2 separate regions of the Rattus norvegicus genome follow, and region 1 is linked to region 2. A link is a contact called in public Hi-C data. All regions are on one chromosome and are shown on one strand. Each heading gives the region's core, a stretch centred on a gene start, on an enhancer-like site or on the middle of the called end of the contact. The rest is flanking DNA. Distances are from core to core; before and after follow the strand shown. Region 1 overlaps Pard3 (par-3 family cell polarity regulator). Region 2 overlaps Pard3 (par-3 family cell polarity regulator).

Region 1 (5,760 bases), core at 696-3,195, 49 kb before region 2:
CTCACCCCAGCAGTCCCTGTTACCACTTCACATTTCAGAGAACACTCTGGCAGGGAGGTCATCTGTGTGAGGACTCTTCTGTCCTGTGATTTTTTTTTTTCCACGTGTGAGCACGTGCTTGCTGTTTAGGTGAGAGTTGCTCACTGGCTTTGTAACTACTCTCTCTGGTGTAGATCTGGCCCCTCTTCAGTTCCCACCCCACCCCCTCGGTCCTCTCAGGTCATGGGCCCACACCACCTGCCCCTGGGTATTTGTTTTTTTAGAAATATGAAAATATCTACTTTTGTTTTTAGCAAAAAAACCCAAAACCCAAAAACTTTCTAAATAACTTTTGTCTTTTCTCTCCTGCCAGTAGAACTAAAGTCGGTCTCTTTCCACATGAATGCAAACTTTCTCTCTCTGCTCTGAGCTACACCACCAATTCCACCACTTCTTCGCCTTCACCAGCAATAACAATTTCACAAGGAGAACTTAAAACTTTTTTCTCTTCTGCATGTAAGAATCATACTGAAGAACAATCCATTATTCATCCTTTCCTAGAGTAAACTTGCATGGCCAAGGAGTCCCTACACAAGAAGTAGCAATTTGGACACTGCATCCCTTTAGAGTGACAACTTGTCTTTTTCATCACGGCTACACCTCAAGTCTGGGAGACGTGTGGTAGGTATCAGTGGGCATCGACTGACAGGAAAAATGTAGAGAACATAAGGAAAGAGACTGTGAGAGTCTGTCAGGCGAAGCTTTAGCAAGTTCAGCAGCCTTACAAATATTCCCTAAGCCTGGAGTTATTCTGCAGTCTACCACATAAAACAGGAACGGCCGTGAAAATGGAAACTTTGAAAGATGTTTTCCCTTTGAGTGCACAGGAGCAGACTTCTACCTGACACAAAATCAAACTGCTGCCAGAGCTCACATTCCCAAAAGCTCCTTGTAGCCCTAATTACTTGTGATTTCCAGCTGCCGTGAAAAGGTGAGGGGCTTTGCTTGCTGTCTTCTAGTGACTATTAATGGTTGACAAGAGCTATTCGAGAGAAATCCTGGGATGAGTGAGCTGGGGCAAGCAACCCGCAAAGGACTGTGCAGAAGGCAGACACTGTGGTGGAATATAGCTGCTGCCTCCATAGCCTATATTAAAATTTCCAAGAATGATGTCGAGGAGCAGGGTCACAGGGGTCCCTACAGTTTCAGGATACGTGCAGACATGCATCAATTCCAGAGAGAAACACAATATGTAATTCTCACATAAATACTCAAAAAATATGTGTTTATCAACAGAAAAACTTTCCTCATCCCAGGGTCACCATGAGCCTGTGCACAGGTTATGAGGACTGCGTCTGACTTAAACAGACTGAAGGTTGGTGTTTTATCATCTTCAAACACATATGCAGCCATCATAACAGCTATGACAATTTTAAGTCAGCTTCAAAGACATTCTTGAAAGAAAATCCACCAACCCTCATGAATGTTTGATAGCTTATTTTTTAATATTGATGTAATCGGAGTTACTCCCCTCACCAAGAGCTATAGTGTACGTTGGGGATGCTGCTAGGTGTCTTTGATAAGACTCCCGTGACATTACACAATCCAAACAAGATACAAAAATATGGAAATAGTGCCTTTCCACAGGTGACACTGTAACAGACACCCAACTGTTTCAGATGGCCTATCCTTTAACACTTCCTGGCTAGGTCAGAATTCCTACCGCTCCTTGGACAGTAGCCAGGGTAAACGTATAGCCACTGACAAGTCCTCCAAAAACAGGAAAGCAACGTCATCAGCTTTAAATATGCCAACGGAGCTGCAAAGGCTGAGAGGGATGGCACAGTTCAGCAGACTTCAGGACTTCAAAGGATTCACAGCTGCCGACAAACCGCTATCCAGGCAGCCAGGGCTGGCTTGACTTTGCACAAATATTTACTCTTATTGCACTTCAGTCACACAGCTAATAGGCTCCAGCTATCTCCAGAGGTCTGGGGCAGGATACCGCAGCACTCCACTGCAGGCTGGGGGAGAAACAGAAAGGACACTGTCTTTCTAGTTGGCTTGATGATTAGAGATGGCATAGCAAACTCTTGAGACTTAAAGAGTTCAGTTTTGGAAACTCTTCTGCTAGCCAGCTCAGTATGCTACCACCACTTAGGTCAGAAGATGGAAAAATGTCTATGTGTGCATAGACAGACAGACAGATTGGAGTGGCTATTCCTGGTTGTCAACTTGACTATATCTGGAATGAACTATAATCCAGAATTGGAAGGTTCACCTTTGATCCTGATCTTGAGGCTGGGAGATACAAGTTTCTGACCTGGATCTTGCTATGGAGATCTTGAGGCAAAGTGGCTATGAATCCCAGGAGCTCTGAGTTCAAGGTCATCTGGGACAAAACAAGTCCCAGACCCAGGCACGGTGGGACACACCTTTAATCTGGGACACACCTTCTGCTGGAGACTTACATAAGGACATTGGAAGAAGGAAGCGTCTCTCTCTTTTTTGCCCGCCTGCCTGCCTCGTGAGACCAAGCCACTACTAGATCCTTGGACTTCCATTCACAGCTGCTGCTGACCATTGTTGGGGAGTTGGACTACAGACGTAAGTCATCAACCAATTCTCTTACTATATAGAGACTACCCATAAGTTCTGTTACTCTAGAGAACCCTGACTAAGACATGGATGGATGCATGCATGTACACACAGACAGACAGACAGATGGATACACACACACACACACACACACACACACACACACACACACACAAAGGGAGGAGGCAAAAAGCAAGCATACTTTGACCACACTTCAGCAGCGGGTGCACTGAGTGGCTAAGCGGCTGCAATCACCATCCAGTCTGCATGGGGGAAGTTCTATGTCCGCCCACGTGCAGAGAAACATGGCACCTACAGACTACATGGAGACACACTCCTCATCTGCCCTCCATGGAACTAGGCAAATGGCAAAAATCAATGCAGTAACACTTTCCACATAGTCTTTCTTTCGGTCCAAGGAAAGAAGGAACCTTACCTACTGCTGGCCTCTTTCCCTTAATACTGAGCACCCTTGAGTCTCCTTCCTAAAAGGGACTCAAGCCAGCTGTTTCTCTGCCTTTCACAAGTTAGTCAAGGTGTTACCTCCTGAGTCAAAGGTGACTACACACAGGGAGGGCATAAAGGGAATCTGGGCATGGTGGTATAAAGCTATAACCTTAGCGCTTGGGAAAATGAAGCAGGAGGTCCAACCCTTACCCTAAAACAAACAAACCGAGAGCAGGAACTGAAGAAGTCTGGAGCCACCACAGTGGTGCTAAGTGACCACTGGGACCACCAACCTAGTCCTCAAGGGACCTGGGAGTTCTCCTCAGCCAACCTAATGTGACAACAGTCTTCAAGACGCTAACAAAACCCCCTAGCGTAGATGACTCCCAAATCCTTCTCGGCACACAGCTGCTCCACAAACCAAAGTGCCACTTGGTTCTCCTTAAGTAGAACGGGGACACCTGTGCAGTTCCAGGGCTAACACACAGCTCTAATCTAGGACCTGAGACACCATGAAGCAGCCCTTGTCCTGTGCAGAGCCACCATGTTCCCAGGAGAGGGGAACCTTAGCACTAAGTCACACTGAGCACGTGCTGGGGGGGCCCCACCCGAGGCTGGCTGTGCAAAGGTCTGAGTGTGTACTAAGGAGAGGCCTGGCTATCACTGAAGCTGTACCACGTTCATGTCCTTAGGCCCATCACATTCTGGATTTGGAAGCACCAGGCAAAGCTACTAATTGACCACCTCCCTCATCCAGGCATCTCGGAACCCCCCCCCAAAAAAAACCCCATTATCCCTGTTGTTCTTCCCAACCCTTCCTTGTCAGTCTTGCACTTCTCAGTGTAGTTGTGTGATCAAAACAGTGGGATCAAAACCAAGGCAGAGAGGCTTCCGGCAGACACCCCCACAATAACCTACCCTTCCCACACTGCTCCCAGAAGCTGTTCGATGACCTCACTCAAATGGGCCAAGGAGATGATGCCCCTGTGGGTGCTCACGGGTTCCCAAACAGCATCAAATGAACATCCATATCCGGGGTAAGGGGAGTAAGTCAGTCCAGGCCTAAGTACCGCCCCACCTACAGTGATGGGTCAAACTCCTCAACCACACAGAGGAGCTTGCACAAGCTCGAGAGCAGATTTGTCTGGGAAACTGTTTAAAAGCTGTCGGCTAAAGGAGGTGGCGGTGGTGAGGTGCGGGTGTGATGGCTAAAGACTTGCTAGGGTGGGCTCTGAGGAGAGGATAATGAGGGGAAAGGTGCCTAGGGCTGGAATAGGCTGCTTAATTTTGGAGAGTACAAAGTATGCTCCAAGTGTGGGGGCAGAATCTCATAAGCATCAGTGTGACCGGACAGCGATGAGTCCCAGGAGCTTCCACCCCAATACTCAATAATGACTTCCTCGATTCCCCAGAGATCGGTAGTCATCACCGGAAAGGACTGAACTCCTTTCTCTCTTTAGACAAAAACTCCTTGTCTTAGTCATGGTTTTTATTCCTGAGCAAAACATCATGCCCAGGAAGCAGGTTGGGGAGGGTTTATTCAGCTTACACTTCCACATGGCTGTTCATCACCAAAGGAAGTCAGGACTGGAACTCAAACAGGGCAGGAGGCAGGAGCTAAGGCAGAGGCCATGGAGGGATGCTACATACTGCATTGCTCCCCCTGACTTGCTCAGCTTGCTTTCTTATAGAACCCAAGCCTCCCAGTCCAGGGATGGCACCACCCATAATGGGCTGGGTGCCCCCTCCCCTTGATCACTCATTGAGAAAATGCCTTACAGCTGGGTCTCCTGGAGGTATTTTCTCAAGGGGGGTTCCTTTCTCTGTGATAACTTCAGTTTGTGTTAAGTTGATAAAGCCAGCCAGTACACTCCTTAGGAACTAGCAGCTCCCACAATGAACTCTGGAAGGAGTAAGCACAGCCTCGAGGGCCTAGCCATGTCCAAGCGCTGACACTCTTCGAAGAAAGAGGAAGGTACTTAGATTGGGCAAAGGAGAATGCACAGAGATGCTTGGCGTCTGGCTAGGCTGCCCCACAGGACACTGAGAAAGCCATAGTGTGTCCACAGCATTTGGCCAAAACACAGATTCTGCCACCTCTGACCCTAATGACTGTCAGATGCAACTTCAGGGCAAAATTAAGACTCCAGGAAGAGGCAGTGCATGGTGTGCCGGCATGAGCACTGGTCACAGGGGGATGGTCATACGCTGTGCCCCAGTAACACAAGACATGAGCTCAAAAGACAATCTACAGGAACATATTTTTCTCAACCAACTTAAATAAGGGTTCAACCTCCCCTCAAGCTCACCACCCATCAGAGGTAGTGAAAAAGAAGGATTATTAGGAAGCTGATCTGTTTAGTAATAGTTCTTTGGGGGAGATTCCAATCTGTGTGGTTCTCAGCCCAGCCCACTAGCAAACTCCAAACACGAACCAGCAACTGCAGCTCAGTCTACTTGGCATTCCCCACACAAAAATCAGCAAGGGTGGTTCAACCCAGAAGAAACCATTAAGTCTTGCCAAATACGTGGAAGCAGCAAGAAGCCACAGGAACCTTACGAGAAGTTCTTTGGTGAGCATTTTTCTCTGCAAAGCCACCACAAGTGGAGTTCAGCAATGCAAGGCAAGGCAAACCAATACACGCGTGTCATCAATGCTAGTGAGGCGAAGCAAAGCAAACCAAACCAATGCTTGAGTCCCCCACTGTCTGCGGGGTCATATTCACAATCTTTCTA
Region 2 (6,310 bases), core at 1,416-3,915:
AGAGCCCAGACCCCAGCAGACAGATAAGAATTCTACCACTCAGCTCCGTTCTGATTTTGTTGACTCTTGCTCCTTTAAGATGCTCCTGTATTTCTAAATCTGTCAGAAAAAAAGAATTCTAAGTCTTCTAATGACTTCGTCTAAACTTTTCAGTAAAGTACTGAATTATAAGTAACCGCCTATCCTGTCCCTGATCCCAATCAAATATTCAAACAACCTGATTGCCACTTCGGTAAGCAGGGTGCACACACCCAAAAAGAAAAAAATTTCAAAGATGCAGAAACGTCAATAAGATGTTTACTAATCAAATGGGTCGGTTTTCATAAAGCAAGGATCTTAATATTTGGCACGTGACATGGATTTGCACATTTATTATGTGTAATTTCAAGACAAAAGATGGAAAGGAGCACTGTCAATGGGCTACCTCCCACAAGCAATCCCACACACTCTGTCAGGAGAGTTCTGTGTCAACCTGACACAAGCCAGAGTCATCTCAGAGGAGGAGCCTCTGTAAGACTGTAGCTAAACCTGTAGGACGTTTTCTTAATTAGTGATTGGCGGGGGAGGGCCCAGCCTATTATAGTTGGGGTCACCCTGGGTTCTAAAAGAAGCTGGCTGAGCAAGCCATAGGGAGCAAGCTAGTAGAGAGAAGTAGCACTCTTCTGTGGCCTCTGCATCAGCTCCTGCCCGAGGGTTCCTGCTCTGTCTGAGTTTCTGTCCTTGATTTCCTTCAGTGACACTGAAGCCTAAGCCATATAAACCCTTTCCTCCCCAAGTTGCTCTAGTCATGGTGTCTCATCACAGCAACGGTAACCCTAGCCCTAACCAGCAGACACATCCCGCAGTCTACTGGATGCTGTGGGCCAAAGAACAAAGCAAGACTAAGGAGACAACACCCAAGCCAGGCATGGCAATTTCTGTTTTGTGAGCTTCACAGGTTCTCAGGCATGAAAATGGACGCCTAGGAGCTAAATGTAAGGACAGTCAGAGGAAACGCTTCACGGCCATTTCCCTAGTTTTCACTCAGAGAAATGCAGCAGTACCTAATTTGCATAGGCGCAAGAAGGGTTCAATGAACCCAATAGTTTAAAGTAGTTTAAAATGGGGGAAATGGCTAGCACACCCCTGTCCTCGCAGTATGCAGGAAGCTGAGGTAGGAGAATAATGAGTTAAGAGTCCAGCCTGAGAGTAAGACCCAGTCTCAGGAAAAAGATGATAGATGGTTAGGCTACCTGAAAGAAAGAAAGAAAGAAAGAAAGAGAGAGAGAGAGAGAGAGAGAGAGAGAGAAAGGTAGGTATTGTGATTATCTGTGCAATTCAACTATGAGATGCAAGCTTCAAAAACTAAAGTATTTCAAATAGCTCTGGGCCTCTAGTCACTGCTCAGAAACCTGAGCCAAGATCATCAAAGGGGGACTTAGGCTTCTCAGCCATGTGAACCTGTTTTATGCTGTGAAATCTTTTGAGAAGACTTAAATATTCAATGTCAATCTGTCTTTAAAGACACCGAGGAATCCTCAGATCTATCAGCTTAACCAGAAGTTATCAGTTAGTTAATCAGTAGCTACCAGTTAGTTAACCAGTAGTTACCTGCCAGGGCAACCCAGACACACTAAGGGAGGTATACAGTTGGGGCCAACAGGATGACAGGTTTCCCATGACTGAGAAACAAAAGTTACTGTGCAAACAAGCGATGTCGCCACAGCTCCTGAAACAGCATTTATTTACCTGACTGGCTGATGTGACTAATTCTGCTGTCTTGGGCTAACACTTGGAGGGGTCAGTGGGGAGCCCACACTCCCCCATAACAGGAAAAGGTGGTATCTATGTATCAATTTCTAAAGATAGGAATGAGTTTGAGTCCTTGCAGCTTTAAAGTTCTCTGTGGATAATCAATGGATCGCTCACGATTTCTGCCTAAAATATGTTCCGGTCGTCCACAGAAGCCATGCCATTTCCTAAAGCTCTCTGCTGTGGCTATTTTTTGACCCACATTAGAGCAAACAGAGGCAATGATATCTGAAAACTCAGCCTTGCATCTCACAGTTTACTATGCTGGCATCACGGCCTTACATTTCCCTCCCTGAGGACAGACTTCCAAGGCTTCTGTAACTGCGCAGTCTCAGAGGCCTCAAGGGCCTCTTTCCCTGCCTGTCCGCAGACCTCCCTTTTCAGCATCTGCTCTGTCGGTAACAAACTTAGTAGGTTTGGACAGCAAAAATCCCTCAGCTATGGCTCCACCTGTCCAGTAAGGAACTGATGCAAAATCACTAATGTTGGGGGTCTAAATCTCGGCTCGCTTCCCAGACAGAACACACCAAGCTAACATGTTTCCACGTGGGGAGGTTTAACGAGAGAAGAGTAGAAGAGAGGAGGAACAAAGGCCAGCCATGAGCATGTGGAGGGAAGGCGGGGAAGGGGAGAGAAGGGACAAAGGGGAAGAGCAGGGAAGAGAAGAGAGCAAAGAGCAAGAGAGAGCAAGAGGGGGTCAAGCAGCCCCTTATATAGTGTCAGGCACAACCGGCTGTTGCCAGGCAACTGTGGGGCGGAGCATACCTTGCTGTTGCCAGGCAACTGTGGGGCGGAGCATACCTGGCTGCTGCTAGGTACATGTGGGGGTGGAGCTTAGATAGAATACCAACAGCTAACATGCTTGCCCTTTGGCCCGCAAAAAATTCAGCCAACTTGAGCCAGGGAGGCAACTCAGTCAAAAAGGTGCTGTGCCTGGCCAGCGGGGGGCGGAACTTCAATTCCCCAGGACTCTTAAGACCAAGGATAGTAGCACCCACTTGCCATCCTGCTATGGGGGAGATGGGGACAGGTGGATCCCTAGGGCTGGCCGGCAGCCACCCAAGCCTACATGGTTATCTCCATAAGCCAGAGAAATCCCGTCTCAGAAAACCAAAATGGACAACCTGAAAGAGAACATCCAAGAGACATCCACATACCTACCCATGCTCATGAACATGTATGATGCGCGCACACACACACACACACACACACACACACACACACACACTTACTTCCCCATACCATTTTATGCAGTGTAGTGGGTGAATCTGTCATGGAAAGACTCTCCTTGGCACAAGGGCCGCAGGCACACACGCCTACGGGCACCTCAGAAGCCACTGGAGCAGGCAGGAAAGGAGAAGCCTGGTTCTGTGTGACAGTGTGAAAGTCATTCCTTTCTAACACCCTCTCTGTGGCCAGGGCATGCCTGGCCAGACCCCAGTGGGTCATTCCTTTATAACCAGGCACACACGGAGGCATAGAGCGACTCCCTTGGACTTTTGAAATGGCTGGCATTCACTGAGCTGATGCAAGTCTGAACACAAGTCAATAGGCAGATGGGTTCGTTTGAAAAAATATATATATATATGATCCAAGTTTATAAACAGATGATTTATGAGCACTTTGAAGTCCTTAAGATTTTTCTTTCTGTCCTTGCCTCACCTCTCTCTGCTCTAAATCCTATATGCTGATGCCAGAATAAAATCCTGCCAGTGCTGTTCACGTATCCTTCAGTTTGAGGATAAGATGTGGGGTGCTCTCGGCCTCTCCTCCTGGGCTGGCACGTGGTCTAACTCCATCCTCAGGGAGAGGGGGAGGGAAGAAGGGAGGAGGGGAGACAGAGAGAGGGAGGGAGAGGGAGGGAGGAAGGGAACTTACAATTAATAAAATAGCCTTTTAGAAAACACTTCCAGCTGGTTGTGGTAGCACATGCCTGTAGGATTTGCTGAAGGAAGTGGAGGCAGGAGGATCATCATGAGTTTGGGGTCAGCCTGGACTACACATTTAGAGAACACTGCCAAAGATGGCAGCCAACCAAATTACATAGCGAGTGCTTCAAGGTGGGCCAGGTGATTCACTGGATAAGGACAGTTGTCACACAAGCATGACAACTTCTGAACTTCTGTGTGTGCCATGAGATGCACACAGGCAGGCACGCAGGCACACACACACACTCACACACTCACATACACATATTCACATACACATACTCACATAAACACACTCACATACACACACTCACATACACACTCACACACACTCACATACACACACTCACATATACACACACATACACATACACTCACATACACACAATCACATACACACACACACACTCACACACACACACCAGCATATATACTCACAGTGAAATACACAACTCTGACATACAGAATCATTTGTAAGCTTCATCCAAATAAAAAGATGAACTCACTAGTGGCCAGCTCTCCCACATAGGGAACGTCCAGGTTGCAGAGACAGAGCAAACCCTGTTCTGCCCTGATCCCGTCCTAACTGATGAGCCACGAAAGCAAACGGCAGCCGCTGCACAGCGCTCACACTAAGGGCCATGGAGTGCCTGCCTCCTTTAACTCCGTATCGATGCTGCCACTGCATTCCTGAACTTTCCCTGCTCATCCCCCAGAAGCAGAAATAAAAAGATCCATATGTTCGCTGAGGATATAAATTATCTAGATAACGTGTTGTGTTTAACACAGCATCGGGAGTTTTATGCCAGGAAATTATCCTTACAGAGAAATCCTTAAAGTCCTACAGTCACCCGACATCTCTGAAGACATAAAAACCAAGAAAGAGTGAGGCTGTGGAAATCTGAAATATCTTAAATGCAAGATGGAATCTAAGCATTCCAACACACTCTGAGTTGTGAGGTTGAAATCCCCCCCCCCAGGTTTGCACTTAACTGAAGACTCATTAAAGGAAGTTACACCCTGCAAATTGATTTAACCGTTTGAGATGAGAAGACCTACCCCAACTCTGAGCCACCTTCTGTTGGCAACCCTCTTAAAAAGACAAGAAAGGAAGGAAGCATTTTACCCTCACTCTAGCTGACAAGTTCATCCATCCCGCTGGAGAGGCTTTCTTTTTGCCTACATTAGAGCCTACTTCTTCAGGATTCTCACACGGCCTGAAGACCAGCTGAGACATTCACCCTCCTGGGTGGAACAAATACCAGATTCTTGGCCTTTCTGTCTGGAGACAGCCATTGTTGGACTAGCCAGACCACAGTCCAAGAAGCCACTCTAATAAATCCCCTCTTGATACACATACACACACACACACACACACACACACACACACACACACACACACACACACACTACAGAGTCATTCTCTCCGTTCTGTTCCTCTAGAGAACCTGACTAAAACAATTCCTGGGAGAAAAACGTGAGGATAAAATGGCATTTGCGTGATGCTGATGAAGACGACACCCAGAAACTGCATGCACGTACACAGACTAGACTTTCGGCAAATTAAAGCAGACTTCCATCATTTTTTGAGTTGCCCAAACCTTATGAGCGAATTTACAATTTGAGGAAGAAACCAGGTGAGTTTCCTCCTTCCACGGGCTATAAACGCCTCTCTGTTCACTTGCCTCATGGCTTCTCACTCATGGCTTAATTAGAGTTAGCCAGGCTCAGGAGGAAGTTCCAGAGAACTCTCCGCCCATTCCTTTGCCATCACTCCAACCCCCACCGCACCCCACCCCACCCCACCCCTGCCCCAAGCACCTAAAACACAGACTCCAGCAGCAAGCCTCCCTGGCTCCTGGCCAGAGACAGGGCTCTGTGCCTAATCCAATCCCTTTTCTGACTAGAATTAGAAGCAAAAACAGTCCCACACACATCCAGACATTCTCTCCACAGAATAAAGTTATGAGTCAGTAATGCACATCTTATGAAAAATCTCTCGACGTGTTTCATATTGGAAAATTTGGGAATTAGTCCTTGGTAGCCAGTGGGTAAAAGAACTCAGAGAGATTAGAAGTTTCCTGAACTCGAACTACATAATAATAAAACTGCAACCTGCTAAAATTTATGGATTGCAGCTAAAACCTGACAAGGAACCTGCAGCTTTAAATGCCGACACCAGGACCATGAAGACATGAGAACAATTACCTAAGTGTGCCTGAGGCACTTAAAGAAGAATGCCATAGGAAGTCAAAGGGAAGAAATAATAAAGTCAAACTGCAAAGTAACTACATAGAAAATAGACAAGCATGTAATGTCAAGCAGACCCAGCATGCTCGGAAACTGGTCAGTACCCTCGGAACCAATCAGGGGAAAAGAAAAAGTCAGCATTAACAGGCTGAGGACTCGCCTAAGTTAGAAAGCGCTTGCCTTGTGCGTGTGAAGCCGTGCGCTCCTGTAAAAAGTCAGGCTTGGTGGTAGCACCGGTGTGCGGTGAGATCCCAACACTGGATTAAAGCAGAGTCAAGAGGATATACATGGCCCATTAACCAGCCAGCTTGGCATTCTGGTAGATTCCAAGCCAATGAGAA

Evidence for each region. A called contact is a pair of places that touch in the nucleus more often than the background predicts.
Region 1: a Hi-C map of liver shows a contact between it and region 2, with 2.8 times the contacts expected there. The contact joins two enhancer-like sites. A contact is called at or near these places in 7 of 12 Hi-C or Micro-C datasets (the Rat2 cell line, Schwann cells, kidney and 3 more).

Annotation. Positions count from the first base shown.
Region 1 is chr19:72,099,671-72,105,430 of GRCr8, reverse strand. The region is part of intron 2 of Pard3 (par-3 family cell polarity regulator); the gene reads right to left. Among named protein-coding and RNA genes, the nearest start is that of Pard3, 130 kb to the right of the region's middle. Within about 2 kb of position 1,945, at least 3 of the 93 cell types and tissues checked have an H3K27ac peak or open chromatin away from gene starts, as enhancers often do. A contact at or near this core is called in liver, where this site is marked.
Region 2 is chr19:72,050,841-72,057,150 of GRCr8, reverse strand. All of the region lies in intron 1 of Pard3 (par-3 family cell polarity regulator), which reads right to left. Among named protein-coding and RNA genes, the nearest start is that of Pard3, 76 kb to the right of the region's middle. Within about 2 kb of position 2,665, at least 3 of the 93 cell types and tissues checked have an H3K27ac peak or open chromatin away from gene starts, as enhancers often do. A contact at or near this core is called in liver, where this site is marked.